Regions from separate parts of the Arachis hypogaea genome. Here region 2 is linked to region 1. The links are chromatin contacts, called in public Hi-C maps. All regions are on one chromosome and are shown on one strand. Each heading gives the region's core, a stretch centred on a gene start, on an enhancer-like site or on the middle of the called end of the contact. The rest is flanking DNA. Distances are from core to core; before and after follow the strand shown.

Region 1 (6,986 bases), core at 3,344-5,843:
TATATAGCAACTATATTAATTAACAATCTCCAAACTGAAACCAAAACTATGAGATCATGAATGAATTGTTCTTGTTTATTAATTTTACCCGAGCCACGCAAATGTTGACTTAGATTGCCATTCTCAATGTATTCATAAACCAAAAATAAGGAGCCTTCAACACAGTATCCTATTAAACGCACCTGCATAAGTAACATACATTAAAATTATGAATCCTTCACAATGCAATTTGAATAAGATGAAGCAAAAATTCACTCATACCAAGTTCAAGTGATGGACGTGTGTTAGAACCTTGAGTTCAGCAAGGAATTCTTTTGATGCTTGCATATCCATTTTCTTAATTGCAGCTTTCTGCAAAATAGAATTGCATCTCAATCTAGAAAACATTCTTATGATTTAATAGAGATTTTTAAACAGCATGTGACAGACCTCATCCCTAAGCTCTGCATAGTATACAGAACCAAAACCACCTTGACCAATTTTGTTAGCTATGCTAAAGCCATTAGTAGCTTTGGCCAACTGTTCATATGAGAACTCCACTGATTTGTCAACTGTAATACCGGTCAACCTTGGTGAAATCACAGGGGAAGATTCTGATCCCTTACTCAACCTGCTTCCACAACCTAAATAAGATTTATTTTTATATTCACATTTCAATTTCATCTCCAAAAGCAGAAACCTTACATTACATTATTACAAACAAGGGCAAAAAGTTGAGGCTAAAACACACTTATCTGTCATACATTCTGATAAGTATACTATTCAATCATAATGTTACTTGATTAACTAACTCATTAGTCATTAACCATAGTATCATCAGAATCATTAAGTAAAATAAAGCATGAATGCTTGAGAAACATTATAGCATTGAAAGAAAACAAGCTAAGAAAGGGTACCATGTTGGAGTTGAGTGAATTGATCATGAGGGAGAAGGGACACCTCAGCCACCACTTTCTTTCTTCTAAATAGAGCAAAATAGAGAACAAGTGCCAATAGTAATAATCCAGCAACAGCACCTCCAATAATGCTAGCAATGGCTCCACCAGAGATTCCTGTTTAAACAAATTGGTACAACAACAACAATGTTACCACCTCATAGCAAAATCACTCACCATGATTACTTATGACCACACTTAAAGAGTGTTAGCATCACCTGATCTGCAAAAGAGAGAGAGAAAAAAAAGGTATAAATGTTGCAGTTATTAGAAAAACTTAGAACAGAATTGACTCATTGCAAAGAATGGAATAATGTTAAAACCTAAATTGGCCAAACTATAAGCCTACCCCAATGGCAGTGGCGGAAACTTTCCATTTTCATCTGCATTTAAAAGCACAAAAGATCAGCAATTAATGCATACAATTTTTTTCTGTAGAAAATCAATCACAGAATACTTGACAATTCTTTTAAGACAAAGTTGATCTCAATTAAAAGATTTGCATGTCATATCTATATATAAGAAAAAATGAATACACCAAGTATATGCGTTTATTATTTGAATGATTTATAATTTTATTAACATAAACTGAAATTATATAATGATTAAACTACACATGTTTTAATTGATATTAATTCTCACTCATTAGGTGTTCTAAAAGGAAATACTGCCAACTGAAATTATCTTCTAACTTTATTAAACTAAAATATACCTGCTTAGCCGCCTGTCCAGGTAATATTATTGTTAGTGACATCATGTTTCTTCTATACTAAATAAATATGATATTTATTAGACTGGAGTATTGGAATTTAAGATTAATAACAGAATTTATTATTTTTATTAATATTTTTAATTATCAATACAATTTATTTTGTCAAGCAGTTTAATAATATTTTTAACCTATATTTTTAAACATTATTAGTTAACAGCCAAATAAATAACTTTAGCAACAAAGGTGAAAAATTTTGGTTTTCAAGAGAGCTGATAGATTTTTTTTTATTTTGACCAAAAATAATAGAAAGACTCAAATATGCAATTTGTAAATAAGTATGAAGAGATTATACCATTTTGAACTGATGAATATCAACAATAGTATAATAAAATTACATATAATATCAAACAATAAATCTTCTTGACGAAGTGACAAATTTTATTGCAATTCTGATCTATGTCAATTTGTTTTGTTTCATAAGAAATTATCGTCAGGCTAAATAAGAAGCGGACAAATATGAACGAAGCGTGATCTCTATTATTATTATTATTATTATTATTATTATTATTATTATTATTATTATTATTATTATTATTATTATTATTATTATTATTATTTTAACAACTCTCGGTCTCCAAACCTATTATCAGAAGGGATCATAAAAATAATACACCAGCAAGATTTTTTTCATTCCATTATTTCGTTTCATTGCTAGACTAATGATTGCCGTTAATAAAATAAAATTAAAATGTATTTTTTATTTCTGTAAGTTGATAGTTGTGGAGATCATAATTGTCAACAACAAATCCGTAATCGAATCGATTAAACTATTAATTTACTAATTTAATTAGTGAGTCATTAATTGAATTGTTTAATTATAATTAATAAATATAAAATTTAAAAATATAATTTAATTTAAATATGTTATGTACTTAGAAAAAACAAATATAATGAAAACCAATTTGATCCCGTGGCACAAAAAGAATTATGGAGGAGGCTTTTTTGTTAATGTTGACTGATTTTAATCTCTTTTCTTCCTTAAATAGTTAGAATGTTAGACCGGACTAATTTAAAATTGGATTCACCCATTTTCAGTCGAATTTTTTCAGTTGAACTGATCCATCTCGTCCAATTTTAACAATTATGGTCGAAATTATTGTTTTCCAAAACGGCCGAATATACTGAATCAAAAGGAGAATATATGCCTCTTATTCGTTGAAATAATTAAATATACGTTTTTAATTAAAAAAAAAATGCACGTAGACATTCTGTTTGGACCTCACGAAAGAAGAGGAAGTCGTAACCCTCACCAAAGGCGAGAAACCACCGTCTCGGCGAGGAAGTCTCAACCTTCACTAAAGATGTTTGAAACTCATGTACAAACTTAAAACACCATTCAATTTCAAGCAAACGGTTTCTCAAATATATAAACCAAAAAATAATTTCCACACCATACATGATCTGCCTTGAAATTAAAAGAGAATTTTGTGAAGAGGAAGTATGGTATCATGATATATCCAAAAGGTAAGAATTTGATTTTTAGTGTAAAATTAATTTAAATTTTTAGGATAAGTGATTTTATAACATCAAATGTTTATTATCCTAATATTCGAATTATTATTTTAGATAATATAAAATATAGATGATGTTCATCTTTTAATTCAATAGCTCATTATACATATTTTATAAATATTTTATTCGCTCCCAAAACTTTTTTGTGAATCTGGCCAAAGCCAAACTAGAGCTATACCTAATAATAATTAAGCGCACAAAAAATACAACTTCACATACAGTTGAAAGGCCAAAATTGGAACCAATTTTCTATTTATTTATTTATTTATTTATTAAAGTGCAACTATTTGTCTGAAGATATTTTTATATAAAATAATTATTAAAAGCAGTTAAATAATTTAACATATTTAACTATATTAGTTAACATAACATGATAACATGTCTTTTCATCTTAATTTGTTATTTTTATGTGTTATCACTAAAAGTTCAAATGTTTTTAAATTTAAAATTATAAAAGTTAAAAATTTAATTCAATTTTTAAAATTTTTTATATTATTATTTTAAGTGAGTTAATCGATTTTATAAAATGTATATTAGATCTGATGATTTTATTATAATTTAAATATTACTATGATTTTATGTTTTACTACTTAATTTATTTTTCTCTATTTTATATATGACCAGTTGCATAAGAAAAATGCATAAAATACAGTTACACGTACCTTTGGCCGGCACAAAAACAATCCCATTCCCGGCACCAAAATCAGAGCCCTGATTGTACCTCTGCAGCAACTCGGCCGGCACGGCGGATTCGGCCGCCACCGTCTTCAAATCCTGGCCGATCCTAAGGGGATACGTGGCAAACAATCCATAATCTTTAGACACATGTATATCTCCGCAGGAACAATTTACAGTGACATTGATCTGAACACCATCAGGAATGTTTAAAGCTGGATAGCTATTAACCCTACTCAGCCACTCCTCAGTTGTGAGGTTTGAGAAAGCAACATGAGCAATGTTATTGTACGTGTCACCGCGATGTGTTTCGTATGAAAAAGTGTGACCTAAGAAATCACCGTTCAAGCAGTCACATGAGAAGGGAACGTTGATCCTTTCTTGCTTATCAATGGAATCTGGGTTTTTTATTTCAGGGTTGTATTTCAGAATCTCTGACTGTGGTTTTCCGAAGATGGTGGTGATGTAAGTGAGGTTTGTTCCTGGCCATAGGTAGTAGGAAGCTAGTGCAAGGTTGCACCCAGAACTGCATTTAGCTTCGGATTTTGTGGTTGTGGCAGGGAACAAGAGAAGATAACAGAGAATATGGAGATCAATCAATGGAACATGCTGCTGTTTTCTTGCGTTTGGCTTTCTGCTCATTTTTGTGCTTATGGGAATGGAAAAATCGTTGAGAAGTTGGACCTTGGACGAATATAAATATAACTAATTTATATGTGTTATGTAAAAATTACTAGAATATATAAAATTTAATATATTGTTAATATTAGCAAAAAATTGCTAATATTTTAGTATTTGTGTTTATTTAAATTGTTTTGAAGCATTGTCATGTTTAATTTAAAATTGGATGTTTGCGTGGAGAATATGACTACTTAAGCTTCATCTGGAAAGGGAAGCAAGCGTAACTCCAAATGGGCGATTTTCAAATGTTTAATAGTTACAAAAGGTTAGTACAATGTGAATAAATAAAAGGAGAAAAATGTCGCTTTCTAAAACGCTATCAAACTAGGTATTATAAAGAAAATGGAGATGGTAGCGAATTTCACACTTAAATCAGTTAGAACCTTATACAGTATACTTCAAGTGGATAAAAATTTCTCAAGTTTTATCTGTGTGTAAATTTTGTAATGGTATATATCATACTCAACAGATTTTATTACATGCTCTCATGTGTTCAATTTTGTAATAATGTTGATGATTTCCTTGAGCAGACACTCGTTGAAAGATGGGGACAAATTCTCTGTGCCAGTATGATGAGAGAATCATCAAGACATAAGAACTTAGTTAACCACGTCTACCGAGCTACTTGAATTATTATAGGTACTGCAAAAATGATTTTGAATGGAACAACTTGAAGCGCCTAGCTTTTAAGGTTTGTAATTCAATAACGTTTTCATTGTATTCAGAATGTTGATGATAATGCTAAAATTTATTCAAATTACCATATATATAAATGCAACTGATTGTTCCTGCCTTTATTGCAGAAACCACTCCTGTTGAAACTGAGAAGTGAATAGTCCCAACAACGATGTGCAAGCTTCATTGTTTCTTGTCACTCTGTTGCTGCATATAAGAGCAAAAGGGTTAAGATATATAATTGCAGTAAATGCATTTGTTTCTGCTTTCTTTACCAGAAAAGCACAAGATAGTTGTGTGAAAAATGTGTATCTCACATCAAACTTGAATGGAGGACTAAATCTTTAAAGTAGTCCTTTAAATTAACAATTTTTATTATTTTAGTCCATCAAATTTAAAATTATCTATACTGATTCTCGAGATTTAGTTGTGGCCACTATATTGGTCCTTGGACCCTTTTTAGTATTGAATCAGCAAATTAAATAATGAATTGGCTCCGACTTGTCATGCTAGACACATGGCTAAAGAGCATCATTTTGTTTTGCCACTTAAACAAGGTAAAAACAAAAAGAGGAAGAAGAGTTTATATGATATACAAATTATTATATCTCGCTTTATTCTTCAAAAATAACTTCGTTTTTATCTTATTTAAGAGCTAAAATCAAAAGATACTATTTGATAGCTCAGTATTTCGTTCATTGACTTAACGCTAAAAAGAATCCAAGAATCAATATAGTGCCTAAAATTAGATCTCAAAGACCAATATAATAAATTTTGAATCTAATAAATTAAAATAATAAAAATCGTAAATTTTAGAGAACAGTGTGAAAATTTAGTCTTGAATGGAGATTAAGCAGATCAGCAGAAGGCATTACCTCAACATAGTGATGGAGATCACTTGAGGCATGAATTCCCCCATTGCTGATATACGAATGAGCGTCATAGGCCCAAAGATACCAAAAATACAAACAAAACAAAAACCCAACACAAAGTCACAAACAAACAAAACAAAGAATTCTTTTATCTGTATGCATAGTTGCAAACTAGCTATTTTTATTTTTATTTTTGACTTTGGTCTTACTGCAATGTCTATTGGGCTTCTACGCTCAGTATCGATTGAGGTTTTTCGTTTCAAATTAAATAAATTGACGTAAATTCAAGTGTCCAGACCCAGGATCCCCCCAAAAACGCGTTTATACAAAAAGAAGTGCAGTAGACATCACTTGTTTTCTTTGGACGTGAGACATCACTTGTTAAACAATGTCTTTCCCAGTCCAAAAAATATCATTCTTCTTTGGGTCTTAGGCCCCTTATGTTATCCCCCCAAAAAATAAAGAGGGAATGCATTGTTAAACCTTGAACAAATTCATTCCGATGATACCATTTTGGTTAGGTTAACTCAAAAAACAAAAAAAACCATTTTCTTAGGTTAGGCGAGTTAATCCACGAGGGTCACGTGTGTGCCGCCACGATCTCAAAGATTATACATTTAACATTTTTAAGAGGGAATGCATTGTTTCTTCCATGCACTTCTTGGGGTCCAAAGGTGAATGATGTAGTAATTAACAGAAGGCATAATAATGATTGTAGCAAATCAAATCAAATGATCTTTGGCATGGCACGCAATCTATTTTGAACACATGACAAGGATGAATATGAATGGATGATAAGCAATGTTATTTAGTAGTATATTGGGAGTAAATTTACATGGAGCAACAACAACAATAATTCAAAGA
Region 2 (6,681 bases), core at 686-3,185, 76 kb after region 1:
TCCCTAGTGTTTAGTGTGTTTTCTTTGTTTTTTCTTATCCTTAAACAAAAAAAAACATTTTTATTATTAAAAACTTCACGCACTACATATATAAACTAAAAATTTAAACTAATAAAAATGGAAACATCTAATATTTTATATAAATTTTTTTTAAAAATAACCCATACTCATTAAATAATAATCAAAGCTATATATTTTAGTTAAATTTTAACCTAAAAACCTAAATCACTAAAAAATTATATCCGAATTAAATAAATAATTCTATTTTGAAATCAATTATTTTAAATAAAACTAAAATTATTAAAATTTTTTAATAAATTATTTAAAATATAACTAAAATTACTGAAAACGTCTATTTCTCAAAAAAAGTAAAAATTAAAACAAAACTAAAATTCTAAAGCGACCTGGTTTTTATATAAATTATATAAATTCAAACTAAAATTAATAAAAATCCTGTTTTTTAAAAAAATTAATTAAATAAAATTATAATTAAAAAAATATATATACTAACATTTAACGAATAATATACACTAACATAATTTATCAACGCTAACAATTAATACTATTACTATAACTATAACAAAAAAAAATATATTTTTTAATTACTCATAATCAACTAATAATTAATTTATTTATCTACGTAACAAAAAATTATTTTAAAAATATTATATACTGTTTTCTTTTTTTTTAACTTTTAGTTCAAAACAATAGAATTAACCCTAACTAACTACTAATAAAACGTTTAAAATACTAACTTTTTTTAATCTTTCACTGGCTGCCATTTTTCTTGTTACGAAAATGTGGGGCTGCCCCTTTTTTGTTGTGAGAATGTGGGGTAAGAAAATGGCAACTTTCAACTTCTTCAAACAGAATGAATAACGAAGACTATAAAATGAAGAAGAAAGAATAAAGAAAAAAGAGAATTGGCGTTTTCATCGACGTGTGAGAAGAGAGAGGAATCTGCCACGTATTGATTATGCACAACAAAATATCAGTGACGTTTTCATCAACACGTCAGTGACGTTTTCCACAAAACGGCGTTAACGTCTTCTTTACGACATCTGACTTTTTTTCATAGCGCCGTTAAATTTTTCAGTTGGATCATTTTGGTGGGTAACACCACCTTTGGCCCAATATTAAAAAAAAATCCTTTGAATAGATATAGTGTTTACAAGCTAAGGTGCAATCTATTTATATTGTCGTATTAGTCTATTTTACTTAAGTTAATTAAGTCTACTAACCAACTTGGGTTGGTCTAGTGGTCATCTCACTCGTCCGCTTAAACAAGTGTCGAATCCTGTCTTGTGCATGCAGCAATTCATTGGGCATTGGCCAGCGACAGACCCTTAAATGGAGCTCAGATCCGCAACGAATTAATCCTTGACCTGTCGAGTTGGGAGATACCGTAGGAAACAAAAAAAAATTAAATCTACTACATTATCTTGTTTGATATAACATAATATAAATTATAGATAATTTACGTTGTCTACGAATTAGTAATCTAAATGATCACTTATATATGCTATAATATTCTATGATCATTATAATAAAATAATAAAAGAAATATGGTCATAAAATAGCAAACCATTAACATTATTATTGAGTAAGTCATGTTTTACTATTTGATAGGAACACTTATTAATACATTAGACGTATTTTTTCATAATAATTATTATTTAAAAATTTAATAAAAAAAATCCCAAACCAGGCTTTTTCGTCAACCACAAACCAAGCTTTAAGCCCAGATAGTCTGTTGAATGAGGATAGAGAAACTGGCCCAAACCTAATCCATTCTATTTATAATTTTCCTCAAGAAGAGAGTATAATCATCCTAATTAGGCTTCGGCCCAGAAATGTCCAAAATATTAACATACATACCATCCAAAAATAGGTTTTTTTTTAAATAAAACAATATAGACATTCAGAACTAGTCAGATTTCAGACCCAGGAATTCGGATGCACCCTGTTCCTTTGTATCTAGTCTCTTTCTTTGGGTTTAGGATCCGTTTCAATAAACAAAAAATTCATATCCGTACTTTTTAAAAAAAAAAATCTGACTTATATAGAATTACTTCAAATAATAATCTTTTTATTTCTTAGGTATTCTTTAATTTGGCAAGATAATAACTAATTCGATAAGAATCGCAGTTCCATTATGAATTTGTAGTTGGTCAATGAATTACTACATATACAAGACATGAATCCAATCTCTTAACACTTATTTAAGCATATTAGTAAGTTAGAGTTGATTAATAATAATTATTATTTTAATATTCAGGCCCTTTGTCTAAGGATAAGCCCAAATATTTGTTCACACGTTTTCTATTTTTATTATGCGCAAGTAAAATGATTCAAATTTAATTGCATAGGAGCACATGTGATTTTATTTCTTAGTTTTAAAATTAATATTGTTCCTTAGTTCAGTTAATCAATAATATAATACAAGAACAACACCGAATTCTTTCTTTTCTTCCTCACTCTTTTTTTAATATATATTTCATTGACATTACTCACATTATATCCAAAATAATAAATTCATAGGTGATATAGCTAAGCACATGTTTCTCTAGTATTTTGTGGTTGCATGTAGGATTTTTTTTTTTTTTAGTTACAAAAAATATATAGCCACACTATGTTGCTAAAACTAATATTTTTCAGTAGGTGTTGAAATGAGGTGGTCACGCTATCTAATAAATACGTATTGCTGTTGGTGTGGCGGAAAAAATAAAAAAATAAATAAAAATAGCAGAATACAGTAGGAAAAATTCTACCGTGCTGAAGGAAAAATTTTTCTTTATGTGCTGAAGAGACATGGCATTAGAAAAGTGGTGACACGTATCAGTGTTATTTTCATACTTTAAACAAATTTTGTGTTAAAGTAAAATGGGTATAATATATTAACATCATGAATATTTAGTATATTAGTTTAATTTACTTTTAATGATGATAATTTATTTATTAGGATTTATTAATTTTGAAAAATTTTGGCAACTTTAGGTTTTTTTGTGAATATTATCCAACAGGTAAGATCATAGGAATTACTCCATAAAATAATAAATTAAAACAATAATAATAACACCAATAATATCCTTTCAAATTAATAATAATAATAATAATTTAATTTTTATTTAAAACTATATTTTTGTTATATATATTCTCATATTTAACTTATATAATAATAAATATATTTTTACTTTCAAAGCAGAAACAAATCTAAAAATTTAATAAAAAATAAGTTAAAAATTAAAATATTATATAATTAAATATAATATTATATATTTAGTAATATATATAATCATAATTAATATTTTCTAATTAAAAGATATTAATAAGTGTTTGTTATATAAAAAATTATCTTAATTCTTATAATTTTTTTATTTTGGGTTCAATAAAATATAAAAAATTATCTATTTTTTATTAGTTTATTTTGTTGAATATTATTGTAACAATAAGTTATATTTTTATGTTTCATATCATAAATAAATATGTTATAAAATAATATAAATAAATTATTCTAATAATTTTGTTATATGCATTTAAAATATATTTTTAAATAAAATATAATTATTTTAATGAAGTTACTTAATATGTTATAATTTTAATATCATGAGAAAAATAAATAAAATTTAAAATAATTTACTTTCATGCATGTACTATAATATGTAAAAAAATTTTAGTTATTATAAATATTAAAATATTTTTATATGATAATAAGTGTGAAAATTAAGAGAAAAAATATTTAAAAAGAGAGAAAAAAGTTTAAATTTAAAAAATTTTAGAAATTTATTTAATCGAAAAATGATTGAAAATAATATTTATCTCAATTTAAAGATTATTACTTGCTTTTGAGTTTAATAATTTAATTATTTATTTAAGATAATTACTTATTCTATTTTTCAAATAAAATTATATAATATATAATAACTTTAAATATTTAAAATTGTTAACTTTGTTCAAAAGAATTATGCTTGCTCTCTTTTAAATTTGTCTCTTCTTAAAAAAAAAATTATTCAAAACTAATGAATAATGTTATTTTTACTCTGTTTTTTTTTTATTTTTGAGTTTATATCTTTTTATAAAATTAGATGAAAATCTATTGAACAATTAAAATTTTTTCTGCAACATTTTGGTTTTGTTAAATATAATTTTTTTAAATACGTTTCATCTAATTTAATAAAACCAAAATTTTTCAGCACAAATTTTAATTATCCAATAGACTTTCATTTACTAATTTTATGAAAAATATAAAATCAAAAATAAAAAAATATAATAAAAATAATACTAATAATTAATTTTGAATATTTTTTTAAAACTAAAAATATCTTTATTTTTTATTATTATACAAATTAATTATGAAAATATATATATAAATTTTGGCAAAAAAAAGAAAGATTTGGGGGGTGATATCCTAACTCTTTCCTGTTATTAGGCATTATTATTATTATTATTATTATTATTATTATTATTATTATTATTATTATTATTATTATTTTAAAAAAATATTATTTTTGTTATTATTAATTATTTTAGTTTATTATTTCATGGACTAATTTCTACCTGATAGATAATATTTACACAAAATTTAAAGTTGAACGTTTTACAAAACCAATAAAGCCCAACAAATAAATTATCATTCTTAAAAATAAATTAATCTAATATAATTAACATTCATGATCTTAACATATACTGCTTTGACATAAAAGTTATCTATCAATATAAAAGACTAGCGTCACCTTTGTTCTAGTGCCACACCTCTTCAGCACATGAGGAAAATTTTTTCCTTCAGCACAATAGCATTACCCATACAGTAATTGACAGGATAGTGTCGGGTAATTAAACAAAAAATTTGTATAAATCGAAGTGGTTATAACTTGTTAATTTTTATTACAATTGGATTTTTTTTGTTACAGTTGAAATTTTTTGGTAAATAAGTAGATTTATTGGGGTGATTGGACTTACATTATGTAAGAATGATCCAATATTTTAAAAATAAAAATTTTAATACTAATACATTAACTAATACTCCGACATAAATTACTAACTTAGTTCATAAATTCAAGAAAAAAAAACTTACTTCATAAGTTCTTATTTAATAATAAATGGTTGAATTGTTATCAAATAAACTAAATATTTTATTTTTCAAAATATCAACTAAAATAATATATTTACAAATTGAATTTTTAATTTTTTAATAATATAAAATATCTTTTTACTGTTTTAAATTGGTTATCCTCTAATACACATTGAATCAATTTGTTAACAATGATTTAATACAGTTAATTAAATAATAACATTCTCACTCATTTAACGGAACATAATTTAATTAATTTTATTTTTAAATTATAAAATTAATTTTTTACAGTTTTTTTATTTTTAAATCATTTAATTCATACTCAATTTTTTTCTAATTTTAAATTAATATTTATTAATTTTAAAATTATAAGACAACTTTTTTTTTCCAAAAATCAAATATATATCACTAACAATATAAGCACGTTTTATGACTACATTTATTTTTATATTGCGTACTTACTGCATATTACTAGTTTTAATTAAATAAAAAATGAAACATAACAAATATTTGAAGATTACAAGGATTTATTGTAACTATGTTAGAAAATGAGTGATATAATAACTATGTTGTCTAGTCCAATTTATAATTTTCATCAAATTTCTAAATTTTGTTCTTATAATTAATATTACAACTATATAAATATCAAGGTGTTAAAAAAAGGAGCATATGGCATATATACTTACGGGCAGCCATTCACGTTGTAATCCTTCAAACACATTTAGTGTGTATAGTGTGATGGAAGTGCAATATAAAAATAAACACAGCCATACAATGTGCTTGTATTGTTAGTGATGTATATTTGTTATGTTTTATTTTTTATTTAGTTTTTTATTTAACTAAATAAAAAATAAATATTTAAAATTAGTAATATGCAGTAAGTATGCAATATGAAAATAAACATAGTCATACAATGTGTTTATATTGCTAGTGATGTATATTTGATTTTAGAAAAAAAATACTTTATAATTTTTAAAATTAATGAATATTAATTTAAAATTATAAAATTTGAGTATAAATTAAATGATTTAAAAATAAATACTGCAAAAAATTTAATTTTGTAATTTAAAAATAAAATAAATTAGACTGTGTTTCACTAAATAAGTAAGAATATTATTATTTAATTAACCGTATTAAATCATTGTTAAAAAAATAAAATTAAAATATTTTATATTATTGTTAATTATAAATATACCCTAAAATATCAACTAAAACAATGATTTAATTAACGTATTCAATTTGTAAATATATTATTTTAGTTGATATTTTGAAAATAAAATATTTAGTTTATTTGATAGCAATTCAACCATTTATTATTAAATAAGAATTTATGAAGTAATTTTTTTTTCTTGAATTTATGAACTAAGTTAGTTAATTTATGTAGGAGTATTAGTTAATGTATTAGTATTAATTTTTTTTTTTTAAATATTGGATCATTCTTACACAATATAAGTCCAATCACCTCAATCAGTTTGCCTACTTACCGAAAAATATCAACTGTAACAAAAAAAAAAGGGAAAAACCTAATTGTAATAAAAATTAACAAACTATAACCACCTCAATTTATATAAATTTTTTGGTTTAAGTACCCGATACTATCCTGCCAATTA

What was found. A called contact is a pair of places that touch in the nucleus more often than the background predicts.
Region 2: a contact with region 1 is called in a Hi-C map of an unstated tissue, with 2.3 times the contacts expected there. The contact joins the enhancer-like site here to the promoter of LOC112795943 in region 1. A contact is called at or near these places in 4 of 8 Hi-C or Micro-C datasets (leaf and an unstated tissue).

The regions. Positions count from the first base shown.
Region 1 is chr4:5,206,693-5,213,678 of arahy.Tifrunner.gnm2.J5K5, forward strand. LOC112795943 (chitin elicitor receptor kinase 1) reads right to left here and starts at 4,594. Exons shown (of 12, transcript XM_025838165.3): 1 at 3,882-4,594; 2 at 1,285-1,318; 3 at 1,154-1,158; 4 at 897-1,052; 5 at 430-623; 6 at 262-351; 7 at 89-182. The coding sequence starts at 4,536. It overlaps LOC112795945 (a long non-coding RNA gene), which reads left to right and starts at 4,951. Exons shown (of 3, transcript XR_003198996.2): 1 at 4,951-5,024; 2 at 5,106-5,266; 3 at 5,379-5,628.
Region 2 is chr4:5,284,931-5,291,611 of arahy.Tifrunner.gnm2.J5K5, forward strand. No RefSeq gene overlaps it. Among protein-coding and RNA genes, the nearest start is that of LOC112795946, 15 kb to the right of the region's middle. Within about 2 kb of position 1,936, at least 3 of the 3 cell types and tissues checked have open chromatin away from gene starts, as enhancers often do.